2 separate regions of the Hermetia illucens genome follow, and region 2 is linked to region 1. Evidence: chromatin contacts called from public Hi-C data. All regions are on one chromosome and are shown on one strand. The core of a region is the stretch at or near the end of the contact, and the rest is flanking DNA. Distances in the headings are between cores, read along the strand shown.

Evidence for each region. Hi-C and Micro-C count contacts between places; a contact is called where the count stands out from the background.
Region 2: a contact with region 1 is called in a Hi-C map of an unstated tissue, with 6 times the contacts expected there. The contact joins the promoter of LOC119654343 here to the promoter of LOC119656238 in region 1. A contact is called at or near these places in 2 of 2 Hi-C or Micro-C datasets (an unstated tissue and whole body).

What each region holds. Positions count from the first base shown.
Region 1 is chr4:65,966,584-65,973,667 of iHerIll2.2.curated.20191125, reverse strand. It overlaps LOC119656238, which reads left to right and starts at 4,675. Exons shown (of 2, transcript XM_038062656.1): 1 at 4,675-5,006; 2 at 5,064-5,658. The coding sequence starts at 4,811. The coding sequence ends at 5,587.
Region 2 is chr4:66,277,504-66,284,587 of iHerIll2.2.curated.20191125, reverse strand. It overlaps LOC119654343 (integrator complex subunit 2), which reads right to left and starts at 2,805. Exons shown (of 3, transcript XM_038059683.1): 1 at 1,891-2,805; 2 at 1,593-1,837. The coding sequence starts at 2,733. It overlaps LOC119654344 (a long non-coding RNA gene), which reads left to right and starts at 3,515. Exons shown (of 3, transcript XR_005249812.1): 1 at 3,515-3,600; 2 at 3,656-3,961; 3 at 4,046-4,610.

The DNA of each region.
Region 1 (7,084 bases), core at 3,426-5,925:
AGGGATTCATGTGTGCTATTCAGGACGGCGGGGTCGCCACCTGAACTTCTAAAAGGCTCATCATGAAGGAGCGGGTGGAGAAAGACCAATGCAGAATGTCTGTTTCGGCGTTAGAGACGTTGGACCATCTCATTTCTGGCAGCACTGTTATCGCACCGGTGCAATATATCGCCAAGCCCAATGCTGTATGTAAGGTGATTCATCAAAACCTTGCATACAAGCATGGGCTGATCACGGGAACATGTCCGGCAAGTTCTGACTGATTGCAATATTTCCCATAACAAGCCTGTCGTAATGTTAGTTGACAAAACTTTATTATTGTTGCTGCTATCCTCCATAACAGTAACATTGAACAGAAATACGAGGAGAAGAAGGCGACCCATGAGCCATTGGCTCGGGTTGTAGTTCCCATTATATTGTCAGCTACAGGTATTGTACCTAAATCCCTCGCCGCTTCCCTTGATGCCCTGAGACTTTTGCACAGTCTGGTTCAAACGATGCAGAAGTACATCGTTCTATATACGTGCTCGACGTTGCGGGGAGTTCTCGAAAGATTCTTCCAATGACCTACCACCGGCCACCACCACCAGCGTCCCTTTAGTTTTTAAGTAAGTGGGATCGTCCGAGCCTAAATGCCTGGCACTTAATGCTAGTATTAGGTAAAATCCGACATCTGCCGAGATTGTGACAACAATTCATATTGGATCAGGGCCTTGAAGTGTGTTGGAGCACTTCATTCAAGACGTTACAACGTCGAGCCGCGACGGATGGATGGCGGGAATACTTCGAACAGATTTCAACTGAAGAATTTGTTGATCCTCCACTTCCAAAATCATTGTCGACATTTGGAGCAGTTCCACTTGTCATCGCAACTGGGTGCTCAAAGGTGGCGGTAAGGAAAACGGGGCGGCAACCCTGTCGGCCAAACCAAAACCAAGTGGCCGAGGAGAACCTCCATAATGGTGGCACCGGGAGACTCTCTACTACTTTGGTTTGCCGGCCGTGATGCAGTAGGCGAGTGCTCCAAAGGCCTAATTAGGGCGATCAGACTCGAGTCTGCACGGGGACTCATCTGAAGTGACAAATTGGTCACGAAACCTTGCCAGGGGTATACTGGTACCATGGGAACCGGGATAGCCCCTGGACTTTCATACTTAGGGTGAACTCCCGTTGTATGTGAGTACAGCTCGGTTGTTTGCGGTTGGCTCCCTAGTGGGAGTTTCATGGGGGTTGTGGTTGTGCTCAAGCGAGAAGACACCTTCGGGCCTCGGCGTGGTGTTGCGTTTCAACACGGGTGCCGTACTCCTTAGTTCGGTGGAGGTTTAGGTAATTCTTGCATCCACCAGTATGAATGCTAAGCCATGCACTTGGTATAGACTGGTATCGTTGTTGCTTGTCTCAGCGGGGCTCTGATTGTGGTCACAAAATCAATCCGTGTCTGAAGAGGACCGTAGGATTAAGTCTCCACGACAGGTACCTACGTTAAACACCAAAGGGCTTAACTGTCATCGCAGCTGATTCGGTCCCCACGTACTCGAGGAAGGTGGTCAGACCCGAGTCTGCAAGGGACTCATCTGAAATGGCTCTGCTACGAAGCCTCACCGGAGGTTATCTGGTACTATGGGAACCGGGATGGTTCTCTGAGAGCATATGCTCCAAGACAATTTCTGGAGATGTGTTTTCGGCCCGGTTATTTGCAGCTGGGCCCCTAGTGGGAGTTTCATGCTGGTTGTGGTTATGCCTACATCGTGGGCAGAGCTCCTCGGAGTTCGAGCGTGGAATTGCGCTGTACAACTCGGGTGTCGTACTCCTTAGTTGCGGCAGAGGTGTTAGATAGGCCTCGCATCCACTAGTATGAATGCTGAGCCTGCACTCAGTATAAACCAGGACCGCTGTGCTTGTATGGCGGGGCTCTGATCGTGGTCCCAAAATCAATCCGTGTCCGAAGAGGACCGTGGGATTATGCCTTTACGGCAGGTACTCACGTTAAATCCCCCAGGACTTTCATGTCATCGCAACTGAAGTCTAGGAAGCAATAAAGGAATGAAATCGGGGAAAGCCAGAGGACCTGACGACATCGCGTCTGGGCTCTCGAAAGCGAAGAGCTAGGACCCAACACTGTGGCTTGGTGAATTCTTGAATCGGGTTATTCAGGAAGGGAGAACACCCACCTGACTAACAAGAAAGGACCACATTTCCTATATGGGAAAAGAAAGGTGGTCTAGCAGAATGTTCAAATTACCGCCTCATCCGGTTACTTTCGCATACCCCGAAGAATTTTAGAAGTGTTCTTGACAACCGTATTCGCGTAATCGTTCAAATAACCGTGAACCAAGCCGGATTTATCAAGAACTGTGAAACTTCCGACGCAATACACGCGGCGCGGTTACTCATGGACATAGTGAAAAGCATCGCTCTCTTTACATTGCATATCTGGATTTGAAGACAGCGCTTGACCGTGTATCACACGAACTCATCTGATATGCTTTACGACACCACTTAATGCTTGAAGAACTCGAACGCTCCGATCCGAAAAGTAAAGTTTGAAGTGTGGCGGGTATATCAAAATCGCTTCGTGTCTCCGTTGGTGCGTCATCTCATCCCTCCTCTTTGCTCTTGTTATCGACAACGACATACGGGACATCCAACGTCCAGTGCCCTATACACTGCTTTATGCATGTTTTAATGTTTTCCTGGCGTCTTATAGCAAAAATGATCTCGTCCAAAAATGGAATGATCACCTTATCGGTCTCAGATTGAATCTGAATAAAACTTAGTTTTTGACGACCGATCCTCATGAAACAGCCTGTCACTGTCAGCGACTGTGACCTGCCAAGAACTGAGCGATTTGAATATATCGGGTCAACACTATCAACCAATGGAGAACTGCGTTATGAAATTGCTTCACGCATTAACACAAGCTGGATGAAGTTGCGTTCCACAGCTGGTGTTCTTTGTGATTAACATGATGATCGTCCTGTCGTTCTCTATGATTCTGAGTGCTGGCGAACTATAAAAGACAATGAACGGCGTTTTGCGGTAATGGAGACGAATATATTGCTTTGGAGTAGTGGCATGACCCATTTTGATCACATCTGAAATGAGGATATCCGCGATCGATATTGCACCGATCATGGGAAAACTGCGAGAGAGGCGTCTTCGATGATATGTAGTAGTACGTAATTCGCGTCAATGAGAATTCACTCGCCAGCATTGGTCTGAACACCAAAGTCGATGGTAAACGGCCAAAAGGCCAGGAGAAACAACGGTGGCTTGGTACGTTCGATGGGAATTTGAAAGCTTCGCGATTGCATCCAAATCAGAATAGAACCAAATGGCGAAACCGATCATGACGAGCCGACCTCGCTTGTGAACGGGAGAAAGGCTCTAGAAAAAGAAGAAGGTGATAAATTGATTTGCGAACACCGTTTGTTTGTGAAAGACAGATTATATTTATGGTATTTCTACTTATTATTATGTATTTATGATGAAAGATCTTGATAAAGTTAAAATTAGAAGTGAACAAAAAGTTGATTAATAAAAAATGAAAATTAAGCCGGAGGAATGCGCACTCTTAGCGGCATTTAATTGTATGATTTTTATAACATGAAGTTTGAACGCAAGTCGGTTGTTCCCGGACAAAATCACAGGATTGCACATAATATTCAAATTTATGCAATTAGGGTATGCATCTTCCTATATTTCACGTTTCACTTTCAATTAAATGCCACTAAGAGTGCACATACCTTTGGCTTAAATTCATTTTTTATGAATGGAAGCAAGGGAGCTAATGGAAGTGACATTTATTAATGCTAATTATTATTAGCACTCATAACTCAGAGTTACGCTGTCTTACGGAAGATCGTGGTTCAAATCTCACTGGTTGTAGTGAAATTAGTATCGTGGTTTGATGTCGGATACCAGCCGATTCAGCAGAGAATGAGTACCTGAGCCAAATCAGGGTAATAATATCGGGCGAGCGCAATATGGGCCACATTGCCTCCTACAGGGTACGGTAATCCTGTAGTGTACCGTTACGGTCTTGAAAGAAGTGCTCTAACACACTTCAAGGTTTCAATACTGTATCTCAAATAGTGCCTTCCGCATTTTGGAAATGAATTCGTTCCAATTAATTACATTCAAAATAAACTGTCGAAAACGAAAAGCGCCACCAAATTGCATAACTTCAAGTGTCAACAAATTGTCATCCGTCTCGCATCTCAAAAGCTGAATTTGCCAAACTTTTCTGCGGGACGTATCGGGCGTCGGACTTATTGTATATTAACGTACGATATGGCTCTCCCGAGGCTCAGGGAGTCGTTGACGACGAGCGCCGTGAATGTCGTTCGCTTAGGCTTGTGAGGGTTACGCTGTGAAAACGGAATTTTGAGGAGGAAATCTTTTAGGAAATATTTTATGTAATTGTATATATTGTATGCAGTGTAATTTAATGAAATATTCCATTGGTTCCTCAGCTGATTTGACATTTCGTCGCGATTTTTTTAATTTACAATGGTAAGGCGATCAAAAACTGACAACGCACGCGGTTAGACGCAAACATGAAATGGTACGCTTTGCGAGGCTTCTCAGCATTGCCCATTTGAAACAAAAGCTCGGCTTTTCCTTTATTGTATTTTCGGCTTAAGTGTGACAACCGTGGGGAACAGGTCGAGCGTTAAATGGAACGCGGATATTACATACAATATATTTGACACTTCCGAAGATCGTTCATTCACTTTAACTTTGCTTGAAGGTTGTTTCCTTGTGTTTCACCGTGGGTTTGGTTATTGATAGGTACTTGAAATTCAGTATGGGGAGCCCGCTCAATTGCAGCAGGACCTTAACGGCTAATTTAACTCCTGTTGAAAGTAAGAGCAAGGAAACGTTCGTGTCCGAGGATGATCCCCGCTTCGTTGACTCTAGTGACGACAATATGGAAATTATCATGGAGGCTATTGATACAAAGTTACTTAACAATGAAATGTTTAAAGATATGTCGGAAAATGGTAATCACGATTTCTCCTTTACATATTTGGCTATGTTTACTTACTGTTTGTAATTAGTTCAAGAAAGGGCTCTGTATAGGTCGCGAAGCGGCCTGACCGCACGACTTGAGGAAAGTTCGACTGATTTACAAGTTCCTTCGGCAATGAAACAGTTCCTTGGAAAAAAGCTTTCTGGTCTTATCGAGCAAAAATATGTTCTCACTAACACTGTTAATTTATCACCTCAAGCAGCGACATTTAAAAAAGAAGAGAGTCTCATAAAGTTATTCTGCAACTCGACAGCTGCTCTGAAAGCTGTTTGTTCACCCTGGGAATACCTGCCCTCGGTCTCACCGCGTTTTAGAATTGAAAGGAGGCATATGAGAACTAATTCCCCAAACAGGTTCTCTAAAATCCGTTCAGTTTCTATTGATTATGAATTTGTCCAATCGCAAAAGGAGGTGAGGCACTGGGCAAAGCCGTCGGGCAAAGGTAAGCTGTACCGTTACAGAGCGGGAAAAGCGGGTGTTCTTGAATTTGTTGAGCCTGAAAATGAATTTACAAAATTTGCGACAAAGGGAATGAGCAGAGTGTATAAATAGAGAAAATGTAACATTATAAATATTATCTAATAAAATGTCAAAATAAAGAAAAATTTGTCCTTCAGTGCCAATGTGGGCTTGCATTTTCGGTAGTGGATTTAATCCAAAAAATTGAGAAGCTTTCAAGTTACTGTCTAGCTTATTAAGTCGTCAATTTTTTTTAGGCTTTTGTCACTGCACTGTAAAAACAATCTGTAATTTACAACCTTCCTTTTTGTATTTAATTAAAACATTACTTATTTCCAAAACTGCGTCCGCACTAATGACGCGAGAAGGTTTTGTTTTACTTACATCTATCTTATTACTACTACTTATTTCTACTTACATAAATACTTAATTCTACTATATACAATAGCACTTAATATTCATATAGTGCTTAGCCGCTTTGCACTCTACCAGGCAAGGTGTTTCGAAGAGGGACAGGGACAGGCCAGGGTCCAGTATCTGGCACGGCCTAAGGAAAGTCGCTAGTGGGATTGTTTTGCCCTGCTCATGCAGTCTTCTAATTTTTGGGTTTGGATGGTTTTCAAGTTTATTGAAAAACCGCTCCGTAATGTTGAGAATATATTCTCTAATGGGGTCTATTTTGCTCGGCGGTATACTATGGCGTTTCTGCCGCACTTCTTAGTCTTCCAATTGTAAGACAATCCAGTGCAATGTCTTACTACACGGCGTTCGAAAGACATGCATTTATCCATGGTTTTCGAAGAGCAATTGGTTCACGAAGGGGCTCCGTAGCATATGATGGGCCTGATGAGAGTCTTATATAGGATCAGCTTAGTTTTGATGCTTAGACCCACTTTTTGCGAAGAAGAAAGTACATAGATCTTGCGCAATGCACCATTTGCTTTGCCAATGGCGAGTTTAACATGATCGTTAAATCTTAGGAATTCGTTGAAATTGATTCCTAGATATTGGATCGATTTTGACCCTCGTACTATTGTATTCCCGATTTCCAGTTTCAGGCGTTTAGCCTTCCTGTGGATGGATCTAGATCCCAAGTATCTAGATTTCCTCCTGAAGATGCAGACTTGTGTCTTGGTTGAGTTAATTTTAATACCCCAGCTCCGGTAGTAGTAGCAGAGGTTAACCGAGTAATCCTCTATATCGCTAACTGCCTTGTCTGGGTGAAAATTAGAGGAGTAGACGAATGTGTCGTCGGCATACTGCATAAGTTCTGTACCGACCTCAGGGGAGGGGACATCAGCAGTGAAAATTTTGTATAAAGTAGGATAAGAAATGGATCCCTGCGGTACCCCAGAAATAACCGGCAAGAGATCGGAAATCTCATTCCCGACACTGACGTAAAAATGTCTATCCTCGAAGAAACTGATGGCAAGTCTGATCGTCGGGATTGGGAATTCGTATTTGATCAGTTTATAGATAGCCCGTTTATCCAGGCGGAATCAAAGGCCTTTTCTAAATCCAAAGCGCAAGCTACCATGGGTTTGTTATTGACATTAAGTCTGCTGGCTACAGTACCGTGGAGGTAGCTCA
Region 2 (7,084 bases), core at 1,556-4,055, 310 kb before region 1:
AAATTCTAATTGATCGTCACATACTGCACAACAGCCTAATGTGTTAGCTAACGAGAAAGGTCGCTCCTCGTATATTATTGATGTTGCTATCCTCCATATTAGTAACATTGAACAGAAATACGCAGGTGAACTGAGCCAATGGCTCGGGAAATCAAAGAAGTTTGACGTCTCGAGAAAGTGGTTGTTGTTCTCATAATATTGTCGGTTACATACCATTCTGCATACGTGATCAATGTTGCGGGGAGTTCTCGAAGGATTCTCTTACTGACTTACCACCGGCCACCACCACTAGTGCCCCTTTATATTTTAAGTAGGTAGAGTCGTCCGAACCTAAATAGTTGGTACTTAGTGTTAGTATTAGGGAAAATCCGGCATCTGACGAAATTGTCACAACCCGGAAGATAAATAGAAGGTTCTAATAAAAGATCAGCAGTTGAAATAAATTGTAAATCCAAAATTGTTGGGAGATATGGGAAAAAATGTATGCATGTAAACTGGAACATAGAACCCAAACTACGATATATGGAATGAGTCAACGTTAGAGGATACTACGACATTCTGTCAACATCATGCCACGATAAACTTAAGGAGCGGCTGACGAAAGTATAGGTACAACTAGATGATAACTTGTAGCGCCGGAGTTCGTTAACATCTCCTTTTTTTGCTGGCTATATTGAAAAAAGTAGGGTATTTTGATCAAGAACACTCCTCCAATCGATACGATCCGTCATCACCTGGACGCTGGATCACGAATAACTGACGACTTCCTAAGGCAGCCGAGAATGAGTGTAATAGTTGCAAACCAAGTGCTTTCGTTCTGGCTAAAAATCGCGTTCACGTTATTTTCAGATTACTAAAGTGAAACGATAAACACCCTTAATGTTTTTAGCATCTAAATTATTTGAAATAATTACTGTTGCTGCATTTTCGCTAGTATTATTTATTTTATTTGCATATACCCACATTTCGATATTGCTCCAAGTCCAGGGAGATCGGTATATGCAATTAAAATAATTAGCACAAGCGAGAAAGCAAAAACAGTCTAATTATTTCAGATAAACATCCGTCTGCTACTTACGGTCATCCTGCTTCCAGTGCAAAGGTGAACGCCTGGTCTAATAACTTGCCTGGGACGCTGATAAAATGCCTCGAACCTGGACTAAACCTAATACCCCTGAGGAAAATTGATCATGTCACGTTAGGTTTTGTAATATAATTTTACCATCGAAATGCACTGAGATTAATCAATACAGTTTTCCAGAATACGGAGCAACAGGAAAGTAATAACATACTTTCTTTTGATAGATCATAATACCAGTTTTCTACAATATTATCGTGCTATGATTTATCGTGTTTTCAATTTAAATGATTTCCCTTTAAAGGTGTTACTTTCAACTGTTGCGACCTTGCCAACAGAATAAACCAGTAAATGATAAGCCGGTGTAATTCTGGTTTACGACTTGTGTTATAATCGATGCAAACAATCCGAATACATCACGTAATAGCATTGCCAAATTTCGCAGTCAATTTCCAGAATATAGTGAGACTTTACTAAAGAGAATAAATTTAATTTAAGAAAAATGTAAACTTACTTTATCCCTGCAATCCCCCTCAACGCCGAATATAAACGTAAAATTGCGGCAGCCTGAACGGTGTAATCCTCCGGTAGTTTTGCATTGTGAGAAAAAACAACCAAATTCTGAAGTTGTTTCAGCAGCTCATCACGAACCATTTGCAACGCGTCGCCCTTTCTTTTCTGGCTAGTCCTCACGAAAACTCCAAACCATGACCTTACGTTTGAATCATTTCCTAGAAGTAAACCCGACACAAACGCAATCTAAAAAAAAAAAAAAAATTCCAGGTTTTTCTAACTTATCTGAATAAAATTACCAAGTCGTTTGGGTCTTTTAAACTCAATTTGAGCATAAGTGATGGCATTCGCATCAACTCCATACATAAGAACCTTGTAGCCAACGCCTGACCAGGGTTCATTTCACTCAATGCATACAACGCAGTTAATTTGAGTTTTCCTTCTGCTGTGTCTTCATCACCAGTTGAAATTAATGCCGCCACGACATCCTTATATGTATCTGGTGCATTCGCCACAATCCAACATATAATTGCTGCACCATTGTTTACATATAATAGAGTGTCTACAAGCTCCTGAACGGTTATCAATGATGGAAGTTCTGCCAACGCGACGCAGATAATATCGGTGATTTCTTCTAGATAAATCTCGTTATCGAATAGCTCGGACTGTTTGATAATATTTTCACTTAAACCACGCGGACCAAGTAGATTTTGCTCTGCAATCTGTGACTGCAAGTAAAATAACTCCGAGAGTACAACTCGCACTTTGCGAGTGGTATCCGCACGTTCGAATCCCAAAGCTATTCCATTTTGTAATCCATGGAAATGGGCGCTATCCTGTTGAGTAACACCAATTTTTTGTCTGAGCATTTGCTCTTTTTTCACTTCTACCTCCAACTCATGATAGTCCACTTGCAAAAGTGCAACGATATTATTTACTATTTCTATTCCGACAAGAAGAACAAGTATTTGCTTCCGGCATTCCATCATTCCGCGTGTTGTCTCCATTGGGAAAAGTAGGCTCATTCTAACAAGCGAAGGCAAAAATGGGCGAATTTCATGTTGATTGCATGTTGCTAGCATTTGAATATCTAAATTCTGCATCGCAATAAACGCGCGACTCGTTACCGGCGGGAGATACATCGTTCAACGGCGAACGTCAGTGATAAACACAAGCAAATTGTCAATCAACGTCAGGTTCGCTTCACCCGTAGTACTAGGCGCTCGGAAGGATTACTACCACTAACGTGATGAATGCCGTTCCATTTGCTTCTTAGCGTTTTGATTCACGTTTCAAATCGAACGGGTTTAACCCGGGCGTTTAACTGTCACGGCATGTTCAAAATGCTTTTAGGGAACTCAGCGGGAAGTTTCGGGTTGAGAATCCTTCAAGCTACCATCTCTTCTATGATTCCGTCTCTCCAAGAACTACATAGTACCGAATTTTCATTTAACTTGGCCTAGACAAGGTAATATCAATACGAAACATCAAATTACTGATGACGTCACTTTAACCGGTACAATGTGTGGTAAAATTTAATAAACATCTTGTATGTATGGACCTATTATCGCTGAAGGAAAGTTATGAATTGTGATTTTTAGGTAACATCGTTATCTACGAATAAAATTCATATCTATGAAAATAGGTAGAAAAGTCTCAGAGATTATCAAAGATATTCGATTTCAAAATTCCAATTTGGTAAGATGACCACAGATTTGTTAATACTAAGATAGATAGATTTCCGTATATAATAGAGTCTTTTCTTGATCCCGAAAAAATCTGTTTGAAATTATGAAAAATCTTCGCTTAAGATGAACTCGGTTACTATGAACACTCGGCTATAATGGACTAGTTTAAAACATATTTTTACCGACACTTTGACATCTGAAATATCTTTATCTTAACTGACGTTCCGACAATCTCATTTCTTGCCTGGTATTTCCGACGTTTCCGATTTTACTTTAGCTTTCGGCTGTGAATCAGATTGTTTTGTAAAAAGTGAAAAAATGGTAAGAAAGAAGGCTTTAACAATCAAAGCGATACTGAAAATAATTTCGGCTATAGAGAAAATCAGGGAAACATTTGCACAGAGAAAAATTTACCAAAATCAACAGTCTCCAAAATTTGGAACAATTGAGAGAAAACTAAAACTGAGTTAAACTCAAAAATTAGCAACAAACAAATTGAAGACACCTAAAACTGAGTTAAACTCACAAATTAGCAACAACAAAATTGAGGACAGCCTTACATCCACATGCTTTCAATGGTTTCAACAAAAGAGAGCCATGTTAAAATTTAGGGACGAAGTTTTTACTGGTGGAAAACTGTCGAAAAATCACATTACTGCTATGGTTTGCACAAATCTGATTGGTACTGAAAACCGCCGGTTGCTAGCTATAGGCACCTTCCTTGCAATGCTTTCGAAACAAATTTTAATTTTTTAATTCTTTTTAGGAACATTTCAAACCCAATATGTTTCAAACACATTGAGAACTTCCCAGTTGATTACGATTTTAATAAAAAGGCATGGATGACTTCTTCTATGTTCGAAAAGTATCTGAGGAGATGGAATCTAAAACTAGTCAAACAAACGTGCAAAATTTCATTGCTGATCGATAATTATCCAAGTCATCCCGATATTACGGTTTCTAGCATAAAGTTGGCTTTTTTGCGTCCAAATACAACAATGCAACCATGGATCAAGAGTCTTTCATAGCTTCAAAGTTAATTATAGAAAGACATTGTTACTTAGAATACTAGATATGCAAGATACTTTATTAGATGGGGAAAATTTCTTAAGCTTAACATGACATGACGTTTCAACTTTCGAAATTGTTTCGCTCACGCCGGTTTAATAACAATTATTCCATCGGATTCCGATGATGCATCCCTTTCAAGGAATTCCGATAATTCATATGGTTTGGCCATGTTTGCACATATTGTATCGAAGATAAATGAAATTGAAAACGATCTAGAAATTCAAATTTCAAATAAGCATTCAGTTCAAATGAAAAAAGCAAATTTTTCGAAATCTATTTAAGAAACTTTTCGAAAACTTTACTTCCTGACAATGACGTGATGTGATTATTACTAATAAATGTAGATATGATCTGATGTTTTTTGCTTTGCGTTTGGTGCCGGATTCTAGACTATGGCTCACATCTAGTCAGTGAGGTCTTCACTCTGACGGTTGGCCCGATACTAGTATTAGGCTAGAATGCCTTGGACTTCGGTGCACTTCTGTGCTAAAAATTGTGTTCAAAATATTTTCGGCACTGCGAATATAATTTTCTCCAAAATCTCCGTCTTGGGTTAGTTTAGTATTGTCATATTTGCACATTTTCTTCTTTTTTTTTATCTAAAGTTACATATACTTTTTCAACTAAGAACTAGAACTTCATTTAGGTTTTTATACATTCGGATATAATGGACACTCGGCTATACTGGACTAAATTTGTCGGTCCCCTGAAGTCCATTATAATCGAGTTGCACTGTATAAGCAAAAAACAATACCTGGCCACTGCTTCTCGGTCACGCTGTTGCCACGATGCAGGCCAGGTAGTGTCTGAAGTATCATGCCTCCATTGTGGAAAAAAAAGTCTACCCTTTTTTTATTTCTTAAATTTCATCTTCAAATTAAATAACAAACAAGTCGGAATGCCGGAAGCTCGCGCTTCGAGTATAAAGGTTTTGTGTTTATCTTATATAAGAAACTTCAACGCACATTTTTCTATCCCTATATAGCTACAAATCCAACGTAATCCTTCATATTTTTCCAAACTACAAGCCATACGTACATATTACAGCATACAAATGTACATATATATACGTATATTAAATACGGTTCGTTTAATGTACAAATATATCTATCTGAATTAGACACTACTCGGAAACTTCATTAGCGCGTATGTACTATATACCTACTTACACACAAGTCTGTTTGGAGTAATTTAAATTCATAAACAAATGACTAAGGAACTAAAACAAAATAATTCTTTTCGACCCCATTCATAAGAACTCACTTCGTTATGGTATTGATGAATTGATATGTGATGATGACGCCATACACGTTGTAGAATGCACGAAATTCACGAAAAAAGGTAAAGTTTCACCGCCTATAACTTTGTTAATAATAGTTGGACTTTCTTCAAACTTGATCAAGTTGTGCATTATGTTATCCATTGCACCCATGCCACTCTGGGATGAACATAAGGGGGATTGGCGGGCAAATTTCTAAAATGTGGGAATATACTATTATTAACTTTACTTGTGAAGATATCGGAACCGGATGTATTTTGAGGCCTACATTTCGTAAAGATGCACCACTGTGATTTTTTTGAGATTTTTCATTTGTATAGAGAACGGCCTTTAGCCATCTTGTTTGAATATTTTGAGGACACGCAAGCGTTTTTGAAACCGATCTTCGTATACTTTTCACGATATTTTCTCTACTTTTCGCAAATTGTTTCATTCTTCGGAAAACGAAAGAAGATCAAGGTGTCATATCTCTTTCAACTTGATAACTACCACAATCATTTATCGCGCACAATAACTTATCTTAAACACAATTGGCAGAAAAATTAAAATCACAAAAGACTACCCAATAATCACGACCCAAGGGGCGCCACCAAATTCAACAGAATTCCAGCGAGCCTCGCGGTGTAGAGGGACGTCGAGTGCGCCCAAAGTCATTACTCAGTGCGCAACCCCTACATATATTTCTTCAAAGTACTTCAATGAGAGCAGTTCATAGGCTAATTCGATCAGAGCTGTGGCGCGGCAGGAAATTTATTTCGAATATCGCGAACACCAGCGGACAGATGACGTCACCGGCACTCTCCACTCAGTTCAGACCTCGCTACAAGAGTGAAGAACAGAGTAGGTGACGAGAAACGTCAGATAAAAAAATAATAATAATAAGAAGAACGATAGTTTGCCGTCATTGTGAGAAAAAAGAGTTTCGTGTAGAAAGAAAATAGTTAGAGACGGAAATCAGTTTAATTTCTAATATCTCGGAGTTATAATAAGAGTACTTTCTTGAAATTTTGTATTGAACTTCGTAAAATACGAAAAACATGTCAGAAACCTATTTCGAAGAATAGAAGCTCTTAAATTTGTCAGAAACCTATTTCGAAGAATAGAAGCTCTTAAATTTGTCAAAAGGAAAAGAATACAAGCTCTTAAATTGGTGACCCCGACGTGATCGCGCACGGTGCTGATCGAATCATTGCAAACGTATTAAATGTGCACTTTCTCCATCTTGGAAGGAAACTCCGAAGTGGGAGAAGCATTCCCAACTTTCCCCCACTGTCATTGGATATAATTAACCAAATTTATGACGCCTCTTTCGAAAACGACCCATATTTCCGTTCTAACGTCAAAAAAACATGTACGGTCACTACATCAGAATGTAATTCAGTTCCAATCACAAAACCTGTGGTACTATCGGAAACAACCATCGCCGCAGGGTTCGAAGCCGCCGCCGTCAAGACC